2 separate regions of the Hordeum vulgare genome follow, and region 1 is linked to region 2. Evidence: chromatin contacts called from public Hi-C data. All regions are on one chromosome and are shown on one strand. The core of a region is the stretch at or near the end of the contact, and the rest is flanking DNA. Distances in the headings are between cores, read along the strand shown.

Region 1 (6,505 bases), core at 217-2,716, 140 kb before region 2:
ACGTTTGACGCGTCCGAGCAAACAGTTGAGTTCCTGAAGTTCCCAGGAGCCCGTAGCGCCCTTCATCCGGCCTCCTTGTGCCTTGCAGCCTCGCACCTGAGTAATCCATTCTCCGGTCGCCGCGTCGAGCTCGCTCCTCTCGAGTTTCGACCACCCCAACTCCTCTTGTTTGCCCCAAAGGACACACCTCGCTTCCTGCTACCCGTAAAGCCAAACGCCGCTGCAAACTGTTGCCCGTAGAGCAAACCCGAGGTACTCTGCCGTGCTTGGTGGTCGCCGGCGGCATAACTAGTTTACATCTCCATTTGCATCATTTGTTGGAGTTGCACTTTTACATCATTAATTTACATCTTCTATTGAAGTTGTTTTTTTAAATGTAAAATGTACTTTTTAAAGATGTAAATTTTTATATCTCTTTTTTACATCTTAAAATTTGCATTTTCTATTGAAGATGCTCTTAACAAGGCTGAAATCACACCTCTTACGAATAGGTCTGGTGGGTATCTACAATGAAACCTACAATGCAATCATAGGATTACCTTTTGTAAAAGTCCGTGGTATCGTGTGTACACTGTGCACAAGTCAGGGACATGGATGCTCTTCCTTTCTTATCTCATTTCGCTGTCGCACGATACATAATAGTTGTAGGCAATATGTGTTCCAACTTCCAAGTACATGCCCGTCTTCGTCTTTTGCCATTCCATTACACGTGTCGAAAACCTTGAAATTTGAGGTCACCACAAAAATGTGCCAGAGCGACACATTTGTTCAAAAAAGCTAGACAATACACATGAGTACGATAACATCATATTTGCGCGCAATCATGTAAGAACGTATTGTGAGAAATTAAGTGGAAATTGCTTTTGGAGGCTGAGCTTCATGAAGGTTTTCAAAAGCAAAATTCAAAATCCATGAAAATTCATATTTTTACATGTTAAAAATCCTGAAAATAAATACACATATAAGTGAGGACATAACACACATGTGTGTAGTTTTTTAGAGAAAAATACGTTGAAATGAGGCATGTATAAAAAGGTAAATCTAAAACTTTTTAACACATCATACTATTCATCGTTACAGGTTATTATTTTATCTTTTTTTATACAGATCGTATTTAAAAATATTTAATCCTAAAAATTTACATACATACACATGACATTCTTCTTTCCTTGCATAAATTTTTCAGATTTTTTGATACCAAAAAAGTTAAAATTATATTTTTTTTTAAAAATTGAGTTTCTTGGAGCTCGGCCTCCAAACGTCCGTCCTCAAAATTAAGACACTATGTACGTATATAATCAATTCCTTTGGGGGTGGCGTAGCTGCTTGTGGAAAAGAAGAGTCACAAGCTCCCGATGTATTTGTCGAACAATGCGGATATTATCTACTATCTACTACATTGATTAGCCGAGCATCTTGTTCTCTCGTGGACCAGGGAGCACCTTGTTCTCTTGCCGCTGCAAGTTGCAAAGGCGGTGTCGCCGTCGCCACCTCGAATGATCTGGACGCGCACAAACGGTGGTCCAGACAGCCTCGCCATGGAACTCACCATGTCACGAGACCAAAACTTTACTACCGCTACTTGCTGACATTCTTAATGTGGCTTTCCAAAAATATATATGTTGAAGCTTTAGGCCATCGCGAATTTTACAAATTGTTCCGTCAGGAAAGGGTATCAATTTGTTAGTTTTCGCCTAAAAATATATATCCATCTGTTAGAAAATAGAGCATACATCGCTACTGTTATGTGGTAAAGTTTAGCCTTAACCTTGGATCTCCCTATTTTTGAATGAACTTAGGGCATCTATGGTCGGACTGAACAAATTTGGCTCTTCAAACGTCCGCGGACACACCCGGTTAGCGTCCGCGTATGCCCACTTTGATTCCTTATTTTTTTTATTCATACAACCATGTTCTTTATTTTTCTCCCTATATGTCCGATCATATGCATGTAATTGATGAAGAAAGAAAGATCAACAAAAAATAATAATAAAGGAAGAAAAGGATGCTCTATGATGGAGCCAATCATATGTGACGAACGTAGGACCACTGACTGGACAGACATTCTTCATGCTTATCTCATATATGAGGGCTGCCGGCTAGTCCAAACATTTAAAAAGGTTTTGAGGGGTTTGGTTGAGTCAACCTTTTTGCTTCTCTTTTCTGTTGGGTCAGCGGTCCCTACGCCCGTTCGATCAATTTAAGAAGTCCGGTTGTAGATGCTCTTAATATACCAAATTACTTGCAAAAATTTAAAAGAAGAAAAAGAAACAAATTTACTATTTTTTATCTAGATAAGAATTATCTGTGCCACATCGAAATTATCCACGCCACGGTCAAGTGCTGCATCTTTTCATGCAAAAATGTATATCGCCCACTTGATTTCTCCCGTGTCCCGCGTGTGTGAGTTTTGTTTTCCATGTTAGGCCGTTGTATATCGCGCCTGGTCTTGTTTTTGTTTCTGCATCTGTGTCTGTGGGTTTTACATGGGCCCAATGTTGCGTTTTCATGTGGGCTGATTTTATTTTTCGAGAGAAGAGTCAATCTCTTTTAGGCCCATGTTGGCTTGTTTTTAAATGGGACTCGGGTCACCTTTTGTTTTCCTTTCTGGTATGTGTAGGTATACTTTTGTTAAAAACAAATGTGTAGGTATACTTCATGTGGATTTATCTTCGTTTTAATTCCTCTTTTAAAAGTTTTATTTGGTCTTTTTACATGCATGAAACGATATCCGAGACCCATGGGGATATTCTTTTTCCGTAGGTTTTTGCAAAAAAAAAAGTGCACATTCACTTGCATGTCCATCCATGATACACAACTACATGGATCACAATTTGCATGTCACTGCACATGTCCGTCCTATCATGCAACTGTAAGGGATACAACACACCTGCAACTTGATCATAGAGGGTGGGGTGTTTTCATTTTCGGATTTGCTAATTCTCATCTAGGAAATTCACCCTCGACTTTCACTTGCCCGACCTAGTTGCATATTCATCATTCACACGTACCTTGCCCTATTGTCGAACTAGTCGCATGTTCACCCACATGCAAATTTATGCAACACAAACCAGTTGCATGTGTGCCCGGCCATGCAACCCATTCGATATAGTTGCATGTCCATCCTAAACATATAATGTGCTTTCTGCGCTTTCATCCTTGGTTTGAAACTCAACGGACCTAGTTCTTTGTCCACCTTCGACATAAAATTTGCCTTCTGCGCTTTCATCCTTGGTTTGAAACTCAACGGACCTAGTTGTTTGTCCACCCTCGACACACAACTTGCCTTCTACACCTACCCGATTACATATCCACTCTTGACAAGAAACTTAATAGGTCTAGTTGCATGTCCACCCTTGACACAAAATGCACCCCTACCCATTTGCATGTCCACCATTGACAATATGTAAATTTGATTATTTAAACTTTTCCATTCTGTTTTACTTGCTTAGATAATAATATGGCTGCATGCATCGATCGATGCAGAGGCCGAGGGCTGATCCTCCTTTTCCAAAAAAAAACTTTTCCATTTTGATAATTTTCTCAATCATGTGCCTTTTGCTTTTATTATAAAATGTTCACTACATTTAAAGAAATGTTATTTATAAGATGTTCATCGTGTATTTTTAGAAATGTTGATCATACATTTTCAAAAAATATTCACCTTGTCCTAAAAAATGCATGCAATGTATTTTTAAAAGGTTTATTTTGTATTTTATATTATTTTTGCTTACATCTAAAATATATATTTTAAAAACGTTTGTCATGCATTTTTGAAAAAGGTTCATCATGTATTTTAAAAAATATGCTAACACTTAATAAAACTTGGACACTTTCTAAAATTTCATGAACATTCATATAGATACTGAACATTTGTATTTAGTCAATACATGTCATATTTTCACTTTTCACTATTTTCCTAAATGGGAAATACACAAAACTAATGACATAGTTGTTCATGCACACGGTTTTTTTATGTGCGCGCATACACATATGTAGCTGTTTTTTAAATGATTACACATGGTCACAATGTGTGTTATCAGGAAAACATAAGAGAGCAAAATAAAAAGAAGGCAACATCTTAGAAAAGCATAGGGAAACATATAAGCCCAATCAAATTGGACAAGGCAGCGTAACAATAAAGCACAAAAACGTGGTAGAGACATAGGGCAGCCTCGCCTGAAGAAGACCGCGAGAAGGGGCGGACCAGGTACACGCGAGGCCACAAGCCACAACCTCCTTTTTTATTTTTTATTTTTTTCTTTAGTTTACACTTTCAAATATTCTTAATATATAAATTATTTTTTATACATAAAAAAATATGAAAAAATGGCAATCAAGTATTTTAGAAATGTTAAATATGTATAGAAACAATGTTTCTCATGTTTATGAAAATTATATACAATATCTATATTATGTGTATGCATTTTTATCATCTATTTAAAAAAGATTAATTAATCGTTTGTAACATGTGAGCAATTTTAACATGCTCCCTCTTACCCTCTCTTTTTCTCATGGAAGGTAAGAAGGTAAGAGTTCCATGTCTACACTAAAAACTACATTGTGTACTAAAGAAGTAGACATGAATTGAACATAAAAATTATCGATGAAATACCAACAAAGAAACAAAGGAAACTAATGAAATAGAAAAGAACCAATAAAAAAAACCCAAAGAAGACCAATGAAAATGAATGGAAGCAACGAAAACCAAGAAAGAAATAAAGAAAAATAAAGAAAACTTAAAAGGGAATGAAAACCAATGATAAACAAAGAAAAAAACCCAATGATAACCGAGAAAAGAAAAAAACAGAAGTAATTGTTTAAAAGAAGAAAGAAAATAATGAAAACCAAGAAAAAAGAAGAAGAAAACCGGTGAAAATTACCATATATAAAGAAAACCATGAAGAAACAAAGAAAACCGAAATATAGCCCGTAGGAAACCTGACCAAAAACTAATACTTGAGGCTCACGTAGTTAGAGGGTGCCCTACGTAGGTGGTGGGGATGGGGTGGGTTCACGGGGCTGGGGCACTTCCTAGCACGGGAGCACCTCAATGCCGCCGCGTATCATGCGTTGGACGTTGGACGCTTGCCCATTAAAACAATTGTGTTTTTTGGTTGTTCCGCTTTTTGTTTATCAAAACCATGAAGCATGGTTGTGCTTCAAGGTGAAAGACAATTATGTGCGTGAAGCACAATTGTGCTTCTTGTGCGAAGTACAAATATGCTTCTAATTAGTGAAGCACGGTTGTGCGTTCGTCACGAAAGCACAAATGTGCTTCCCAAAAGTAGCACAAATGTGCTTTCTAAAAATGAGTCACAACTGTGCTTGCGCGTGAAAGCACAATTGTGTTCCTGTGTTTTCTTAAAATTGAAGCATACTTTTTATTTTCGCGTGAAAGCACAAGTTTGCTTCACGTACAATTGTGCTTTCACGTGAAGCTTAAATGTGCTTTCCACATGAAAGCTCAATTATGCTTTCGCGTGAAGCACAACTATGATTCTTCCAAAAAGTAAAGCACAATTAGTATTGTTTTTGAAGCACGGGACATCACAGTTTTGGAGGACATATTTCACCCAAAAAAGTTTGTTAAAGCCTATAAACATGCGATCTAATTTTGAGGACCTTGATACGAGAAACGTAACAGTGAAAATGGTTCGTGATTTAGGTAAATGGTTTAAAAAACAAGTCATTGAAAACTATGAAAATAAGATGAATAAACAAAACCACCTCTCCCTGTGTGGTAGAAAAAATATGTCAAAACTTTCTAGTTATGACAAGTGTCGCACATGCGATGCACCACTTGTGATGGCGCAGGCGGAACAACTCCTTGCCTATACTATCTAGCCGAGATGTCCACAATGCATGGTGCAACAGGGCGACGTGTCATCACCTCAGATGCATGTTTGCCCTTATCGGCACACTGCCCCCCTTACATAGAGGCCGGTCTCCTGCACCTTCGTACATGTCCCTTGTTCATGTGCATTGAGAAATCGCACTATGGCTTGCACTAGCATCCATGTCCTTGAGCAGGTTCCTGTCCTGCTTGTCGGCTGCCCTAGACGTGCCTTACTTGTTTTTGTTCAGCTCCTCCTCTGCTTGATAGAGATCATTCCAACGGTCCCCGATAAACATTGCCTCTTCACGAAGGCATTGCTTTTGTGTGTTTATCTTTTGGGCTGTATTGATAAACCTCGTCCTTAACTCATCATGGCGCATTTTTCGAGCAACTTATTTAGTACATCTTCATCCTCACGACTGATATCGCTTTGAGGTTTGCTTGCATTGTCGGACGTAGGACTCTCAGGGTTGTTATCGTCGTCATTGTTGGCGTCACCGTTGTCGTTGGCGCCATTGCCATTGGCGTTGTTATTGTTGGCTCCGCAATTGGCATTGGCATGTGGTGTATTGGACATGCAAATATGATAGGCCGATGCCGCCGTCCAATTGCTCGAGGCCGTGGTAGTTGTCGGTGGGTTGTCCGTAGACTTGTCGACCTCCTCAT
Region 2 (6,151 bases), core at 3,336-5,835:
ACAGTAGTAGATGCAGACAGGAGTCGGTCTACTTGATTTGGATGTGATGCCCATATCATGATCATTTCCTTGGATAGCGTCATAACTATTTTCTTTTCTATCAATTGCCCAACAATAATTATGTTACCCTTCGTATGCTATTTTCTTGAGAGAGATGCCACTAGTGAATCCTACGGCCCCCAGGTCTACTTTGATTATAAGATCAATCTCGTTTACTTATACAAAAATACCAAAAATACTTGCTGCACTTTTTTATCTTTTATTTATTTATCAATCTATCATATATCATTTAATCTCGTTTCTTGACCGTCGAGAGATTGACAACCTCTCGTCTGCGTTGGGTGCGAAGGTTTGCGTTGTGTGTGCAGGTGTCGGTGTTGCTTGGTTCTCCTACTGGATTGATCACCTTGGTTTCTTAACTGAGGGAAATACTTACTCTACTGTGCTGCATCATCCTCTCCTCTTCGGGGATAAAAATCCAACACAGTTTACAAGTAATGGAAAGAGTTTCTCGCGCCGTTGCCGAGGAGGATCAAGCCAACATCATCAACTTGCCAATCTCTAGCGCCGTTACCAAGTACTTACGCTATCAAATCTTATCTTTGCGTTTACTTCATTTTCCATTTGCCTCTCGTTTACCTCTCCCCACTTCTAAATTTTCTACTAAAATATTTGCCTTTTCTTTTGCCACTTTTATTTGCCTCTTTTTCTTCATCATTTTCTTGTTCGCTTGTGTTTGTTTGCTCTATTTTTGCGTAGACATCATGTCTCAAGAAAACACCAAGTTGTGTGATTTTTCCAATACCAACAACACTGATTTTATTAGCACTCCTATTGCTCCTCCCGCCACTTGTGCGGAGACTTTTGATATAAATGCCACTTTGTTCAATCTTATTATGAAAGATCAATTTTCTGCAAGTCCTAGTGAGGACGCGACATCACATCTCAACACTTTTGTTGAGTTGTGTGACATGCAAAAGAAAAAAGATGTGGACAATGATATTGTCAAGTTGAAATTATTTCCGTTTTCTTTGCGAGATCGTGCGGAAACTTTGTTCTCTTCTTTGCCTCGCAATAGCATCGATTCTTGGGATAGATGCAAAGATAATCTTATTGCTAAGTATTTTCCTGCAGCAAAAATCATCTCTCTCCGTTACCAGATTATAAATTTTATGCAACTTGATCATGAACATGTTGGGCAATCTTGGGAGAGAATGAAATTGATGCTGAGAAATTGCCCTACTAAACTTGTGGATGATTATCCAAAAAAAATATGTTGGCTTGAATTTATTTCTCGAAATCTTTTGGATACCTCCATGGGTGGAATTTTTATGGAGATTACTTTGGGTGATGCTACTAAATTGTTTGACAATATTATGGCTAACTACTCCCGATGGCATACTGAAAGAGCACCTACAACCCAAAAGGTGAATGTCGTTGAGGAGATTAGCTCGTTGAGTGAAAAAGTTGATGCTCTTGTGAAATTGGTTTCTAGTAAGAATGATTCCATTGATCCCAATGATTTGCCTTTTTCTACTTTGATTGAACAAAATAATGATCCTATTGATGTGAATTTTGTCTCGTAGCAACTTCAATAATAATTCTTATAGAGGAAATTTTAATCCTAGGCCTTATCCTAGAAATTCCTCTAATGTTTTTGGCAATACTTATGGTAATTCTTCCCCTAATAACCAAGGGATGCCCTCTGATTTTGAGAATAGTACTAAGCAACTTATCAATGCTCAAAAGGGTTTCAACTTCTCTATGGAAGAAAAGTTGAATAAGATTGATGATTTGACTAAGAGTGTTGATAGGTTTTCTCTTGATGTTGAAAATCTTAAGGCAAAATCATTGCCTCCTAGAGTTGATATTAATGAATCTATTAAGGCTATCTATGTTTCTATTGATGAAAGTAGGAAGAGAGCCGCTATGTTAAACACTAAGTGGGAATTGCTTGAAAAACACTCTTACAATCTTTCGTAGCAAATTAGATGAGCATGTTAAGATGATTGGTGTGTCCTCTATTGACTCTTTGTTTAGTAATGTTAATCTTTTTGAAAAGGAGACTCAAGAAGAGTCAACTTTAGATAGAGGGGGTCTCCGTGATTAGGAGGGTGAAAATCTTGGTGCAAAAATTGTTAAAAGTGGGTTTGAAGAGGTTAAAACTTTTGCTAGTGATGCACCCACTATTTTGGATTACAAGGACTTTAATTAGGATAGTTGCTCTTTGGTTGAATGTATCTTTATGTTGCAATCTATGTTGAACTCACCAAATGCTTATGAACAAAATAAGGCTTTTACTAAACATATCGTGCAAGCCTTAATGAAAACTTTGGAAGAAAAACTTGAGTTAGAAGTTTCCGTCCCTAGAAAATTATATGATGAGTGGGAATCTACTATCAAAGTTAAGATTAAATTTTTTGAGTGCAATGCTTTCTGTGATTTGGGTGCGAGTGTTTCTACTATTCTGAAGTCTCTTTGTGATGTTCTTGGTTTTTCCAAATTGGATGAGTGTTCGGTTAATTTGCATTTGGTGGATTCCACTATTAAAAAGCCATTGGTTATACTAACAGATCTCACGAAGGTTTTGTTGAGTTTTGTGTGATTGAAGTTTTCAAGTTTTGGGTGTGACGTCGATGGATGAAGGAATGAAGAGATGCAAAAGCCAAAGCTTGGGGATGCCCAAGGCACCCCGAGGTAATATCTAAGGAGACTCAAGCGTCTAATCTTGGGGATGCCCCGGAAGGCATCCCCTCTTTCTTCTAACGACTATCGGCAACACACTTGAGGCTATATTTTTATTTGTCACATGATATGTGTTTTGCTTGGAGCATCTTGTATGATATGAGTCTTTGCTTATTATTTTTTCACAATCATCACCTTTGAACACATTTTCTTGAGATGGCCTCACGTCATCATAATATCTTAGAATTGCTTCTTGTGCTACACTTAAATTTGTTAAGTTAGGCGGTTGCTCTAGTGCTTCATTTATATCTTTTTAAGCATGGTGATGCGAATGTTTTGAAAAACTTTGTTCTCATGCTTCACTTATATCTTTTTTAGAATGATCTATGTTTTGAAGATACCATGCCACATTTTTTTAATATGTATTGATCAAATTTGAAGTTATAGAATGTTAATTCTATAAAGTATAGCATGAAATTTGTAAAATTATATTTCTCTGCTTTTTCCATGTCATCTTTTGTTGACGGCATTTTCCTTGGGAAAATGTACTAAATAATTTCTAGCCTGCTTTTTCATGTGCCTTAAAGCATCTCCAACAGGCATGCGGTAGCACGACGCGTTGATTTATTTTTATTTTTGCAATCCCGAAATTGCATTTTAGGGTGTGCAAGAGGATAGTTGCCTTTTCGGGCGCTGTAAAATTTAGTGCACTTTTCTAGGTGGTGGAAGAGGTGAGGGGAGAAGGCACGGCGGGAATAATTTTCTGACAGTTGATGGGCGCAGCGCGCGGCTTTTAACCCAGCGCGCTAGGCGTTGCGCGGCAAAACTCCCGCGCGTGCTACCGCTTTTCAGGTCAATTTGTTTCATTTGCCCGCTGAAACGTGCCACGCGGCCTCTCACGCGTCAAACTGACGGTTTTATTCATCGCACCACAAATTTTACGCGTATGTTGGAGATGCTTTTATTGAACAACCGGATCGCACTGAGATCACACTACTGCATATGCATTACTTCTTTCGTATCATAATATTTGTTGTTATGGAGAATTAGTTTAGGTTTTTTCAACAATAAATATTTAAAAACAGAAAGAGTACTAGAGAGGGGCACTGGTTTGCTCGGACGAACATGTATACTACTAGTGAGGGACACTGGTTTGCTCAATCGAACATGCCCCCAACGAATGTTTCATTCGCCACATGTGCCTTCTCTGGGAACGATCGGTTTGTTTATGGTAATCCATGAGGATAACCATATTGATGGTCGGGCGCATGGTAAATATGAGTACTTCAGTGCATTTTGCCGTCTGATTCAGAATAAATATGTTTTTGTATCCTTTCTAGACGGCTATTTGGGTCTTACTTTTTCATGGCTGAAAAACATCCACTCTGGCACTGAACTAAGCTTACACTCTCAGCTCATGTAGACTGTACACAGTAGACTGGCACAGCTTGCACTGGAGCAACATTCTTCAGTCTAACTAAAAATATCGTGGAGTGCTCCACAGTGATGGGCAGAGGCTCAACCGCATCCACGTCCACAACCTCCGAAACCAGCCAAAGGGTAAAAATTCTCGAACCACTGAACCTCATGCTCATACGCATTTCCACGGTTCTTTGCTCAATTCCCGTCAGGAAAATGTGGCCTCGAACTCGGCATCTTCCAAAGGCATCCCGGAAGGCACGTACGACGGTACAAGCGAGACCTGGCATGAAAATAACCCCGCTGCATCTCGCCAAAGACTGATTAGCGGTCCTGGCTGAATTATGTTCTTGTCATCTTCAATTTGCTCAAGGAAAATGTGGAGAAAAGAGCTGGAGCTCGTGAGGCCAGGGTTGGATTCTTCGGAATTCTGATTTGACCTCTCGCCTCGCCTCTCGCCCGAGGAAAGTTCACGCTGGGCACTGGACTGGACGTCCTTTTCTTGCGTGTGTTCTCTGCAAGTGTGTGAAAAACTCCTTCTGTGATTGGGGGCCAGAGGGATTGGCTGTCCACGTGGTTGTGTGGCTACCGGAGTAGTAGAAGTTTTATTTGGTTTTGTTGATTTCTGTTGTAGATAAACATAGGTCCTAGTATTTGGCTTGGTGTTTTTTCTTTCTGTGGGCGAGACAAAAAAACACCATGTGCAGTTGGGGACCAAGGAAATAATTCGCCCTGTGGTGGATTATATGGTCATCCGAATCATAGGTTTTGCTTGATCCCGTTTCATTTATGTTTCGGATAAACATGACTACTTCATGCAAAGATCTGGACACGGGGACTCGCAGGAGCCATGGCTTCCCCACAATCGCGGAAGAACTGTCTTTTTTTCTTTTCTTTCCAAAGGAATGCCGTAGAGGAAGTCCCAACAGTGATGTTTGTTTCTTTGAAAGAATAAGAACCCAAATTCCAATATGCGAGGACTTGAATCCTGGAAATTGGATCGTACTTCCACTATTTAAACAAGTGAACTAGGCCCTGTCTTTCGTACATATCCCCATGTGTGTCAAGATTTAATTTGCATCGGTCTTGTTTGGTCCTCATCGTGGAGTATAACACATACTTCCATATTTTTATTTTTATTTACCGACAATTATTTCCATAGAAGTTTGGTTCTAATCTTTTCGGCAAAATGACACTAAGAAAAAGAGAGCACCTATTGACTAAAATGTCAAAAACATCTCTGTAAGTAAATGATTGATAAACCTCTTACATATGTGATGACCTCATTCACATCTCCGTCTACAACCGGGGACCAAAGAATTAATTTGCCATGTGATTATGTGACTATCTGAATTTAGTTGATATCGATTTTATTTCTATTTCGGATAAACACTGCTATTTTAGACATTGACATAGACAAGGGGATTCATGGAAGCCATTGCTCCCCCATAATCGCGGAACACTAGTCCCTTCACTCCGAGCATCAAGGGTTTATTTGCATTGGTGTTGTTTGGTCACCTCGTGAAGTATAACGAATATATCTTTGTCTTTATGTATACTTAGTAACAATCTTTTTACTAATAAAAGCACGGGTTGTTCTGAGGTACTAATCATCTAAATCATCCACCCAATTTATTTTAGTCATCTAAATATAAGATGCAAGTCATATTTAGTTTGGTGTTCTTTTTGCAAGTACGTCGCAATGACTTCGTCTGCAACCGGGAATCAAAGATTTTTTTTGCCATGTGACTGTTGCTATCTGAATCATAACTTCTCACTGATTACGGCTTGGTTACTGTTTCAGATAAACATGACTATGTTAGACATGGACAGAGACAGAGACAGGAGGACTCACATGAGCCATTGCTCCCCCATAATTGCGGAACAATAGTCCTATCCCTTAATCAAGATCTTTACATCTCTGTCCATAATTATCTACAATCTTTCTTTTTTTTTGAACTGGAACACCTTGCATTCCAAATTAGTTTACGAATAGAAGCATGGGCTGATTTAATTTTAGTTGAAAGTTAGTCGGCAAGAAAAGCAC

Evidence for each region. A called contact is a pair of places that touch in the nucleus more often than the background predicts.
Region 1: a Hi-C map of seedling shows a contact between it and region 2, with 2.9 times the contacts expected there. The contact joins two enhancer-like sites. A contact is called at or near these places in 2 of 6 Hi-C or Micro-C datasets (leaf and seedling).

Annotation. Positions count from the first base shown.
Region 1 is chr1H:81,332,257-81,338,761 of MorexV3_pseudomolecules_assembly, reverse strand. No RefSeq gene overlaps it. Among protein-coding and RNA genes, the nearest start is that of LOC123425316, 22 kb to the left of the region's middle. Within about 2 kb of position 1,466, at least 3 of the 3 cell types and tissues checked have open chromatin away from gene starts, as enhancers often do. A contact at or near this core is called in leaf and seedling, where this site is marked.
Region 2 is chr1H:81,193,330-81,199,480 of MorexV3_pseudomolecules_assembly, reverse strand. No RefSeq gene overlaps it. Among protein-coding and RNA genes, the nearest start is that of LOC123425306, 25 kb to the right of the region's middle. Within about 2 kb of position 4,585, at least 3 of the 3 cell types and tissues checked have open chromatin away from gene starts, as enhancers often do. A contact at or near this core is called in leaf and seedling, where this site is marked.